2 separate regions of the Salmo salar genome follow, and region 2 is linked to region 1. Evidence: chromatin contacts called from public Hi-C data. All regions are on one chromosome and are shown on one strand. The core of a region is the stretch at or near the end of the contact, and the rest is flanking DNA. Distances in the headings are between cores, read along the strand shown.

The links. A called contact is a pair of places that touch in the nucleus more often than the background predicts.
Region 2: a Hi-C map of gill shows a contact between it and region 1, with 2.8 times the contacts expected there. The contact joins the promoter of LOC106582677 here to the promoter of LOC106582601 in region 1. A contact is called at or near these places in 2 of 3 Hi-C or Micro-C datasets (blood and gill).

What each region holds. Positions count from the first base shown.
Region 1 is chrssa02:38,369,904-38,375,573 of Ssal_v3.1, forward strand. LOC106582601 (pleckstrin homology-like domain family B member 3) reads right to left here and starts at 2,408. Exons shown (of 15, transcript XM_014165836.2): 1 at 1,772-2,408.
Region 2 is chrssa02:38,516,882-38,522,551 of Ssal_v3.1, forward strand. It overlaps LOC106582677 (electron transfer flavoprotein subunit beta), which reads right to left and starts at 3,440. Exons shown (of 7, transcript XM_014165976.2): 1 at 3,279-3,440; 2 at 1,919-2,077; 3 at 1,348-1,506; 4 at 1,174-1,236; 5 at 554-712; 6 at 210-426. The coding sequence starts at 3,329. The coding sequence ends at 256.

The DNA of each region.
Region 1 (5,670 bases), core at 1,158-3,657:
AATACCTGGTGACCAGTCTGAGCTGTATGACAGAGCCCACTGAGATAGTCCCCCTGTATACCACTATAGCCTATGGACGGCTATGGGCTGAGAGAGGAAACTGTCATTATCACACAGGGGCCTGAGCAGGAAGAGCAGGTGAGAGGAACCAGGGTCATATTCATTAGGGCACGAGCGTTTCTTATTGGATAATTCCAGGAAGTCCCTCCCCATTTCAGTCCGTATTTTTCTGTTTGGTACCTAATGAATACAACCCAGGCTGGACAGCTCTGTGTGGTGTCTGTCTGTCTGTCAGATGAGAGGTGAGATATCATGACTAACTGTCATCTAGGTGTGAGGGCAGATAGGCCTATTGTTAGACTCCTAGAATGATACTGTAGCTGGGCCAACTGGCTTCTGTTGGGGAATAAAAATTGTTTTTGTTTATAGGGGACCAAAGGGTTGAAGATTAAAATACAAGCTAGGATCATTGATTGTTAGGGAAGATGATTCGTTGTATTTCCTGTAAGTTCATTAGCAAGTAAGTTACCCTATAGGCCTAATTGTTTCTCCAATAAAGTAGATTATCACACTATGATACCACTGCATGAATAGAATAATTCATGCAAACGTGACTTGTGCATATTACAACACTGCAAAACGGACTGGAATGGTCCGAAGACACCACTAATTACACAGACTTTGAATATTTGCTAGTTCAACAACATTAGCAGAGATTCCACTGGGCTGAGCAAATCCCTCCGTTCTGAGGTCAGCGAAATAACGACCCATTAATGACAGGCTAGGTCCCAGCTATAGAGCTGTTCGTACAAGTGCAGCCAAAAAAAAGGGCGTGCGAGAAAAAGATACAAGGAGAGATTGAAGACAGAAGATAGATATGTGCTCTGGACTCCCCTGACGGCAACCCTCCCAGGCAATCTTTTCTCTCCACCTATGTCAGCGTCATCCTATACTCCCCCCTTTGTTTACACTATGCGCCGGTGGAAATGATAAACAATGATAAACAACAGATATCAGAAGAGTCGGGTAAACAAAATGTGAGTTCACATAAACTGAGGAAAACAATGCCCTGGGAAAGGAGGTTTGGGACATTAAGAAAAACATGTCTGAATGAAAACCAGATATGGTCCTCTCATCGTTTCACAGTGAAAATGACACATTGAAAAGCTATAGGCCTGGGGACATTTTCAGCCCATCTAACTACTTATGCTCAAGCGCAAAGTCCCAAATACTGGGTAATCAAATACAAGGTTGTCATAGAATCTGGATGTTGGTCATCATAAAACCAGGCATTCTGACATTTTAAAAACGAATAAACCCCCCAAAGAGTTGTTCTTTAACTTATGGTATGTACACAATTTGCATAGTTTTTTTAAAAGTAGGCTTTTTGGCTTAGTGTGAACTAATAGACTAATGATAGCTGTATTATTTAATATAGTCCATTTATATAAATGGCATAGGCCTATATTTTATTTATATAAATAGTTTAGAAAGTAGCCTACAGTAGCCTACTGGCTTTCTGTAAACATAATAGAGATTCTGTGTTCCATTTATTTACATGCTATGTCAAGTTCAAAGTGACATCATCCCTTCTCATGACACCAATGAAGTCCATTTATAAACAGACGACCACTTTCAGTAGATAATTAACACTGTAGGTAGCTACTGTGGAATAATAAGAATCCTAGTGTTATCAAATCGCGATCATTCACCAGCTACAATGTATCAAACTACAGCGACCCAGAACAGAAACAAAGAACTCATGCCTTACCTGAGAATATGTTGCTTTCTCTTCAAAAGTGTTCTTGTTGTGGGGAATGTATATTGTTGTTCTTGAATTTGAAGAAAATAGACGCTAGTAAAAACAGAGTGACTAAATAACGAAGTGATGGGTTTAGACGGGGAGCGCGCTTTCGCTTTCAATCATTTCAACTATATCCAGAGAACTTTCAGAGTTTCTGTTGGCTGTCATATCCCATCTGAAGACCTTTGGTGTCTATGTTCTCCTCTCTCTTTCTGGTTTGATTCAATCCTTTCATATCAATCCCAGTATAAATGACAGATCACAGTGAGCTGTCGTCGTCAACATGTGAAACGGAATGCATGTGAGGCGGACACACTGACAGACACAAAGTTAGTGTGAAAACGCGACTGAGCGCGTCACTGACTATACGGTTTCTGTGGTCTATTTGTGAGGGGGCTCCGCACCGAAATGAGAACTCTATTCTGGGATTTCCCGCGACGACATGACTTTGTAATGCCCTCGTTATAGGCTCGCTATAGGCTAACGCAAAAGCAGTTTGGCTTGGCACCCTGCCAACAACACACCTCGCGGGTGGTCTTGTGTCGCTGTCAAAGCCAAGGGCCATTGGAAAGCGTCAATAGCTGCCACGTAAATCTCTCCACTCTCTTTACTATATCCAATGGCCTTTATCGGCCCCTGCCCCCTTAACAGTTCTGTCTCACTGAGCTGATAGGTTATTCCCTCAGTCTTCCCCTAAACAGGGGCATGTGGACAGGGTGAGAGAGAATGCCTGCAGTCAGGGTGGGTAGTAGTGCGTGAGTGGGCAAAGAAAGAGTGAAAGGGGTAAAAGAGAGAGCAGATGGAAGGGGCAGGGTACAGACTGGGTGAAAGAACAGCTGCGGACTTGAAAAAAAGCACAACAATGTCAAAGAATAGGTATTTTTTCCCACAGGCGAAACTGTGCCAATTGTTTTTGTCTGTGTATGTTTTTGCTTATGTAAAAAAAGGTTTAAAATAAAACAATAAAACATAGCTTAGGTGTGATGGCAACACTGGTTACACCCTGTGCATTTCAAAACAATGAATGCAGGCGTGTCTGTCAGTAGGTAGATGAGAGAAGAGTTGCCTAATGCGGATGTTCTGTTTGTCTCCAGCGGTGACCGACAGCTGGCAGATGAAGTGGTGTGAACATGTATGTGACAACAACACAATGTAATCTTTTCTTCAGACTTCTAGTTCTTTTTTTCACTTTGAATACATCATCTCTATTTCCATCCAAAGGTTACATTAGAAACCAAAAATGTCAGTCATTTCACACATGGGTGTGCCAGGTGTCTTTCAATGCAATCCAAACTAGAGGTCGGACGATTATGCTTTTTCAACGCCGATACCGATAGCGATTATTGGAGGACCAAAAAAGCCGATACCGATTAATCGGACTATTTAAAAAAAAAAATTGTAATAATGACAATTACAACAATACTCAATGAACACTTATTTTAACTTAATATAATACATCAATAAAATCAATTTAGCCTCAAATAAATAATGAAACATGTTCAATTTGGTTTAAATAATGCAAAAACAAAGTGTTGGAGAAGAAAGTAAAAGTGCAATATGTGCCATGTAAGAAAGCTAACGTTTAAGTTCCTTGCTCAGAACATGAGAACATATGAAAGCTGGTGGTTCCTTTTAACATGAGTCTTCAATATTCCCAGCTAAGACGTTTTAAGTTGTAGTTATTATAGGAATTATAGGACTATTTCTCTCTGTACCATTTGTATTTCATATACCTTTGACTATTGGATGTTCTTATAGGCACTTTAGTATTGCCAGTGTAACAGTATAGCTTCCGTCCCTCTCCTCGCTCCTACCTGGGCTCGAACCAGGAACACATCGACAACAGCCACCCTCGAAGCAGCGTTACCCATGTAGAGGAAGGGGAACAACTACTCCAAGTCTCAGAGCGAGTGACGTTTGAAACTCTATTAACGCGCACCCCGCTAACTAGCTAGCCATTTCACATGGGTTACACCAGCCTCATCTTGGGGGTTGATAGGCTTGAAGTCATAAACAGCGCAATGCTTGAAGCACAGCGAAGAGCTGCTGGCAAAACGCACGAAAGTGCTGTTTGAATGAATGCTTACAAGCCTGCTGGTGCCTACCATCGCTCAGACTGCTCTATCAAATCATTCACTTAACTATAACATAATAACACACAGAAATACGAGCCTTGGGTCATTAATATGGTCGAATCCGGAAACTATCACGTTTATTCTTTCAGTGAAATACGGAACCGTTGCGTATTTTATCTAACGGGTGGCATCCATAAGTCTAAATGTTCCTGTTACATTGCACAACCTTCAATGTTATGTCATAATTATGTAAAATTCTGGCAAATTAGTTCGCAACGAGCCAGGCAGCCCAAACTGTTGCATATACCCTGACTCTGCGTGCAATGAACGCAAGAGAAGTGACACAATTTCCCCTGGTTAATATTGCCTGCTAACCTGGATTTCTTTTAGCTAAATATGCAGGTTTAAAATATATACTTCTGTGTATTGATTTTAAGAAAGGCATTGATGTTTATGGTTAGGTACAGTCGTGCAACGATTGTGCTTTTTTCGCAAATGCGCTTTTGTTAAATCATCCCCCGTTTGGCGAAGTTGGCTGTCTTTGTTAGGAAGAAACAGTCTTCACAGTTTGCAACGAGCCAGGCGGCCCAAACTGCTGCATATACCCTGACTCTGTTGCAAGAGAAGTGACACACATTCCCTAGTTAAAATAAATTAATGTTCGCAGGCAATATTAACTAAATATGCAGGTTTAAAAATATATACTTGTGTATTGACTTTAAGAAAGGCATTGAGGTTTATGGTTTGGTACACGTTGCTCTGAGGTTTATGGTTTGGTACACGTTGGAGCAACGTGTACCTAAGTGATTATATGCAACACAGGACAGGCTAGATAAACTAGTAATATCATCAACCATGTGTAGTTAACTAGTGATTATGATTGATAGTTTTTTTATAAGATAAGTTTAATGCTAGCTAGCAACTTACCTTGGCTTCTTACTGCATTCGCGTAACAGGCAGGCTCCTCATGGAGTGCAATGTAAAGCAGGTGGTTAGAGCGTTGGACTAGTTAACCGTAAGGTTGCAAGATTGAATCCCTGAGCTGACAAGATAAAAATCTGTCGTTCTGCCGCTGAACAAGGCAGTTAACCCACCGTTCCTAGGCCGTCATTGAAAATAAGAATGTGTTCTTAACTGACTTGCCTAGTTAAATAAAGGGGTAAAAAAATATTGTAAAAAAATAAATACATAAAATAAAATAAAAATTGTCCAAATCGGCATCCAAAAATACCTATTGCCGATTGTTATGAAAACTTGAAATCGGCCCTAATTAAATCGGCCATTCCGATTAATCGGTCGACCTCTAATCCAAACCAAGCTGTCACTTTTGTCACAGCATCAAAGGCATGAACTGCTCAAGTAACCATACTCAAATATTTACATACAGAAGGGTATAGAACCTTTGAGATGTATGAGCTCACAGTACACCATTATTATGAAATGCTCAGGCAGGTTCAGAAAAAGAGACATGGTTGAGTCAGAGCCAGACACTCCCATCTCCCCAAACCTGTCTCCCAGGTAGAGACTAGTCAATGGGCCGTGGGACAAAAATGTATGTAGTATGCTGCTATGCTAGATACACAGCTAAGAGGAAAGCTAAGGCTAAGCCGATTATGGTGATGTATGCAGAACATTACAATATGGTACTATATAAAGAAGGGTGAGAGAATAACAGGATGATACCAGATAAATAAAGCGGTAGATAGAAGTCAGAGAAACAAGCACACAAAGGCACGGCGATGACGAGTTTAGGACTCTTGCATTGGAAACTTGGCCCACAGTGATTTCAAA
Region 2 (5,670 bases), core at 2,190-4,689, 150 kb after region 1:
AGCTTGGCCAAGTACAGCGCACTATGGCAAAGGTCTGTGTTACAGTTGTGGCAATTTGGTGGAAGAAGCATATGATTCACAAGGTTAAGTTGTTACATGAACATGAAATTCATCAGTGCTCTGTCATGCTGAGAATCCATCAGACATGTTCTAATGGGTTACCGATATTATCTCAAACAGTCATACTGTTTTTAGGTTTTGAGACTCACCCCTCTGTGTGTCCCCTGCACTCCCCCTTTGGCTCCCACAGGGCCTCTAGATTGTTCCGTTTGCCTTGAGTTTGGCGACCAGGTCATCCACCGTCTCCACCTTCACTCCGGCCAGTCTCGTTGGGGGCTCGTCCACCTTCAACACCTCCACCCGCGACACCATGTCCACCCCCAGGTCCGCTGGCTTCATGTTGGCTATCTTCTTCTTCTTGGCTTTCTGGGAGGTGGAGGGAGAAGGAGATGAGAAATTAAAGTGCTGTGTATGTGTGTGTGCTGTGTGTGTGTGTGTGTGTGTGTGTGTGTGTGTGTACACTTTGTGAGGAAATGTACATTGTGTGTATTACCATGATGTTGGGCAGGGTGGCGTATCTGGGTGTGTTGAGTCGAAGGTCTGCTGTGAGGACGGCTGGCATGCTGATTTTGATGGTCTCTAGACCACCATCGATTTCCCTCACCACCTTCACCTTTTCCCCATCGATGGTCACCTCAGAGGCAAATGTGCCCTGCAAGAATGGGAGGTCCTACATTTAGAAGATGTCATAATCCACATTGAGATCAAATATTATCTGAAATTATCAAGTTAACTTAAACGGAAAGAAGGCTTTGTTTTTGTTACCTGACAATTGTAAAACCGTTGTAGGCCACGAGGCAATCCAAGTGTGACATCTGGTGGTTTAACCATGTAAATACACCCTAATTTTGCCCTTTATTTGGCCTTCGGTCTACTTTTCAGTGCAGACCATGTTGACTGTAGTGACATAATCTAAGGCCTGCTAGTTCAGCTCTTCCCTTCACCTGACATTAAGTCGATATGCTAATGCTTATAAAGACCATGAGTAAAGGTCCTGGTCTGCAATGGTATCCAAGTCAGCAGTTAACAGTAAACAAGGCCTCTATGCTCTGAGATCAGTTTAGTAATTCCTGCTGAGAAAAAGGGTTACAACAAGAAGAAACCACTACTGACCTGTGGCCAGTCTAACAAGGCTGCTGTCATCTGACCCGTCTGGTTACAGTCATCGTCAATGGCCTGTCAAAAAATACCAACACAATCAGTGAGCATTACATGAGATGATGAGGTTCGATTTCAAAGTCAACTGGCATTGGTGTGGCAGTGGTACAATCTATTACATCGGATGACCTGTTTGCCCAGGATGACGAGTGAGGCCTCCTCCTTCTTGGCCAGGGCAGCAAAGATTTTGGAGATCTGCAGGGGTCCCATGGCCTCGTAGTCTTTTCCTGAGACCTCCACGTGGATGCCGCGGTCACACCCCATGGCCAGTGCAGTACGGATGGTCTCCTACACACACACACACACACACACACAATACAAACGCTTGAGCGGTAGGGTTCTCAAAATTATATAAGAACACCACCTGAGAACAATGACAGAATAATACAATCATTAGCACAGTCAAGTTGGAGGTGACCAACTGCAGAATCCTTCTTACAATAGAATGAAAACATACTCATGACAGCTATCCTAATGAAAAAACATGATCCAAAGCTTCCCTCCAAATGTCAGCTATTGAAGGCCTGTTAAGGATGTAGCCTAATGCTACAGAACGTTCGGATAGAAACGTAAAGATAGAAATGAATTGAGTAGAACTGATATGTATAATGTCATGTAGAATAAGGAAAATGTTTTGCATCGTTGAATCCGCCCGTCTTCAAAATGACATCGCCAGGCCAGAGCACCACGTCACTCTTACCGTTACTTGCGCGGGCCCACAGCTGACGGCCACCACCTCTTTGATGAACTTTTTCTCCTTGAGTTTGACGGCCTCCTCCACAGCGATCTCACAGAAGGGGTTCATTGAGTGCTTGACGCCATCTGTCACCACCCCGCTGTGATCGGGCTTCACGCGGATCTAAGGGAGAAGGCAGGGAAGTCTTCATTAGGCACCAAACAGGAAAAAACTGACTGAAAAACGGTGGGACTACCTGAACTCCAATAAGAATGCTAATTCAGTTTCATAGAGCGTTGCCCTACTGAACATAAGTGACTACTGGATAGTCACTCAGAAGGGTCAGAGAGAGACAGACAAAGACAGAGGCTGGAGACATGAAGTCAATGTGCCAGAGTTGAGTGTGGGGACACTGTGCAGTCTGGGCACTTGGAAATAGTTGCTGTGGGCCCAATGTAGGTGTGCTCTGAGCTTTCCAATTGAATTTGTGAGGCAGTCAAACCAATTCTGGAACACTTTTGAAAGCCTACCACTAACCCAATAGTATTGAACAAGCCATTGTAAATAAACCTTTTAAAACGCCAAAATTCTGTCAATAAGTCCATCCCATATACATGAGTCACCTCATAATACATGACTGGCAAAGACTGTGTGTGTGTGTGTCTCTCTCATACACACACACACCTCCCTGCCTCTGTCTGATGAGTTGGGGCAGCATATGGGACGGGGAAGGGTACAAACATAGCTTAACTGAGTGCATCGAGAGACGGCCACACAGATCTAGTTGGGTGCAGCTGAAGCAAGAGTGCTCAGACTGTAGTATGAAATAACTGGTAATAGATATGGTGCTAGGGTTCCTTTACAACAACAAAACATATATTACCTTGGAACTATCTGATAGGGGTGGCTTGGATAGTGATAGCCTACTATCTAACTGTTTTGATGCTGTGACACCTAGTTGATTATATGTTTTTAAATCATTGTGATGAAGCCTGAATGAGGATTATACATGTAGCTTAACATGTGCAATAAAATCAGCAGCAATACATTGTAACAACACAGTGACAATGTATTGTTAGCTTTCTTTTTTAATTTTGACAGTCATTTATCGTTTTACCAATTCTAGAAGTAGCACGCTAGACAAATTAACCTTAACTGTTACCTAGATAACCCTGTAATGACCTTGGTATTTTCCTTGCAGTTATGGTTGTTAGTTGAAGACTTGACATTCAAACAATGGACGCTAGCTTGCTAAACTAACCCTTCATCCATCCACCTAACGTTAGCTAGTGGTTAGCTAGCTGCCATAGGAAGTCTCGAATGGAAATTCTGCAGGTGAAATGTTGAATTGCTTTTAAATACAAGACAGTGGGGAAGTAGCTACCTTGACAGCATAGTCAATTACACGTTTAACTCCAACAAGAACCCGCGACATTGTTAGCGATTCTTCGGTTCAGCAATGTACAGTAGCTAGCTACCCAGTCACCACAAAGAGCTTTCACCCAAGAGGCAGCAGACAGTATTCTGCTAGCAGCACAAATGATAACGTCACTTCGGTATGGTAATTATAAAACCTTTAAAATAAAAGCACGTATTTCAAAACGTTGCAATGTGAATAACTCATTCAAAACAGATTGAATTGTAATCAATAGCCACTTCTATTGTGACAACAAGAAAATGCAATGAGTAATTTATGAAAACATATCCCAAATATGTTTTAAAATTATTTATATTTAGACCAATAATGAACAAAAGGCAACATTGACACTGGTATGTGTCCCTCCCCAATAGCCCCCAATGCAAGACACTGTAATAGACTGTACATGGGTTACATATTGGCTCATAGATACATTTTCTACCTGTTTCAGGTAAAGTGGGGTGGGAAATACTCAGTAGGGTCTCTACTAAGCAAATATTATGGTTTGTTTTGGAGTTGGACTGTGTTGAACATACCCAGCAGGACTTCATTCTCAGCCAGCAACAATCGCCCTGAAAAACCACACATGTTTGGTTAGTAGAGACCCTACTGAGTATTTCCCACCCCACTTTAGTTGAGACAGGCAGACAAGTTTTCTCTCTACAAGCCAATAAGTATCCCATATACCGTGTATTGCTTTGCAGTGAAATGAGTGGGTGGAGTAAGGAGTCACCAGTACTCTGTATTAAACCAGTTGCCCAGCACAAGACCAATTAAAGTTTTGCGGACTCTATTGAGGATTTCCAATAAGATATGTTTGTATTTTATTAAAAGTGTATTTCTTTAAATATATATAGCCTACACAATAGCTTTCAACATACTGGTATAAATAATCCAATATTACAAATAAAATACGTCAAATTATCAATCATTTTTTTCAGAGTGGGTTGCAATGCTGTGAAAAACAGTTGTACTGCACTAGTGTTAAAGAAAAATCGAAGTTTATTATGTCTTTGCAGGGGAACTGTTACTTTGAAAAAGAAAACCCGCGATCGTACTGCCAGCATACTATCCTGCTGCAGGAGAACGGTAACGCACGAAAGGTCGGGAAGATTTTAGAGTTATTCCATTGAAAGAAAGAAGGCGGGTCTAAACGAGACCGCCCGTGGTTGGAACCAATTAAATTATGTGAACATGAAGACTGTCAGCAAAAGTGACCTGTAACCAATCACAGAGAACAAGCTGGTGTTCCTGCTATTTCAGTTGGACACAAAGCCCAGGAAATGTGTTCCGATCTTGGGTCAACTAGGGTAAAGTTCATTGTGTAATTAAAGGAGTAGCTCATCTTTATAAACTGCTTATGTGAAGTGAAAAACAAATCTTTATGTAAAAAAAATTCAATGTATTTGCGCCGAATACAACCTTACCGTGAAATGCTTACAAGCCCCTTAACCAACAATGCTGATTTTTTAAAATTAAAGTAAGTAAGAATATATTTGCACTTTTTTTTTAAGCTAAAGTAAGAAAAAAACTAACACAATAAAATAACAATACGAGGCTATATACAGGGGGTACCGGTACCGTGTCAATGTGCAGGGGTAATTAGTCGAGGTAATTGAGGTAATATGCTACGCTACAGGACTGTTTTGCTATGTTCAGGGATTCATCCAATGGCATTGAGGAGTATACCACCTCAGTCACCGGCTTCATCAATAAGTGCATTGACGACATCATCCCCACAGTGACCTTAAGTACATATCCCAACCAGAAGCCATGGATTACAGGCAACATCTGCACCGAGCTAAAGGTTAAAGCTGCCGCTTTCAAGGAGCGGGACACTAATCCAGATGCATATAAGAAATCCCGCTATGCCCTCAGACGAACCATCAAACAGGCAAAGCATCAATACAGGACTAAGATTGAATCCTACTACACCGGCTCTGATGCTCGTCTGATGTGGCACGGCTTGCAAACTATTACGGCCTACAAAGGGAAACCCAGCCGCGAGCTGCCCAGTGACGCAAGCCTACCGGATGAGCTAAATGCGAGGCAAGCGACACTGAAGCATGGATGAGAGCACCAGTTGTACCGGACGACTGGGTGATCATGCTCTCTGTAGCCAATGTGAGCAAGACCTTTAAATAAGTCAACATTCACAAGGCCGTGGGGCCAGACGGATTACCAGGACATGTACTCAGAGCGTGCGCGGAATCACTGGCAAGTGTCTTCACTGACATTTTAACCTCTCCCTGACCGAGTCTGTAATACCTACATGTTTCAAGCAGACCACCATAGTCCCTGTGCCCAAGAAAGTGAAGGTAACCTGCCTAAATGACTACCACCCTGTAAAACTCACGTC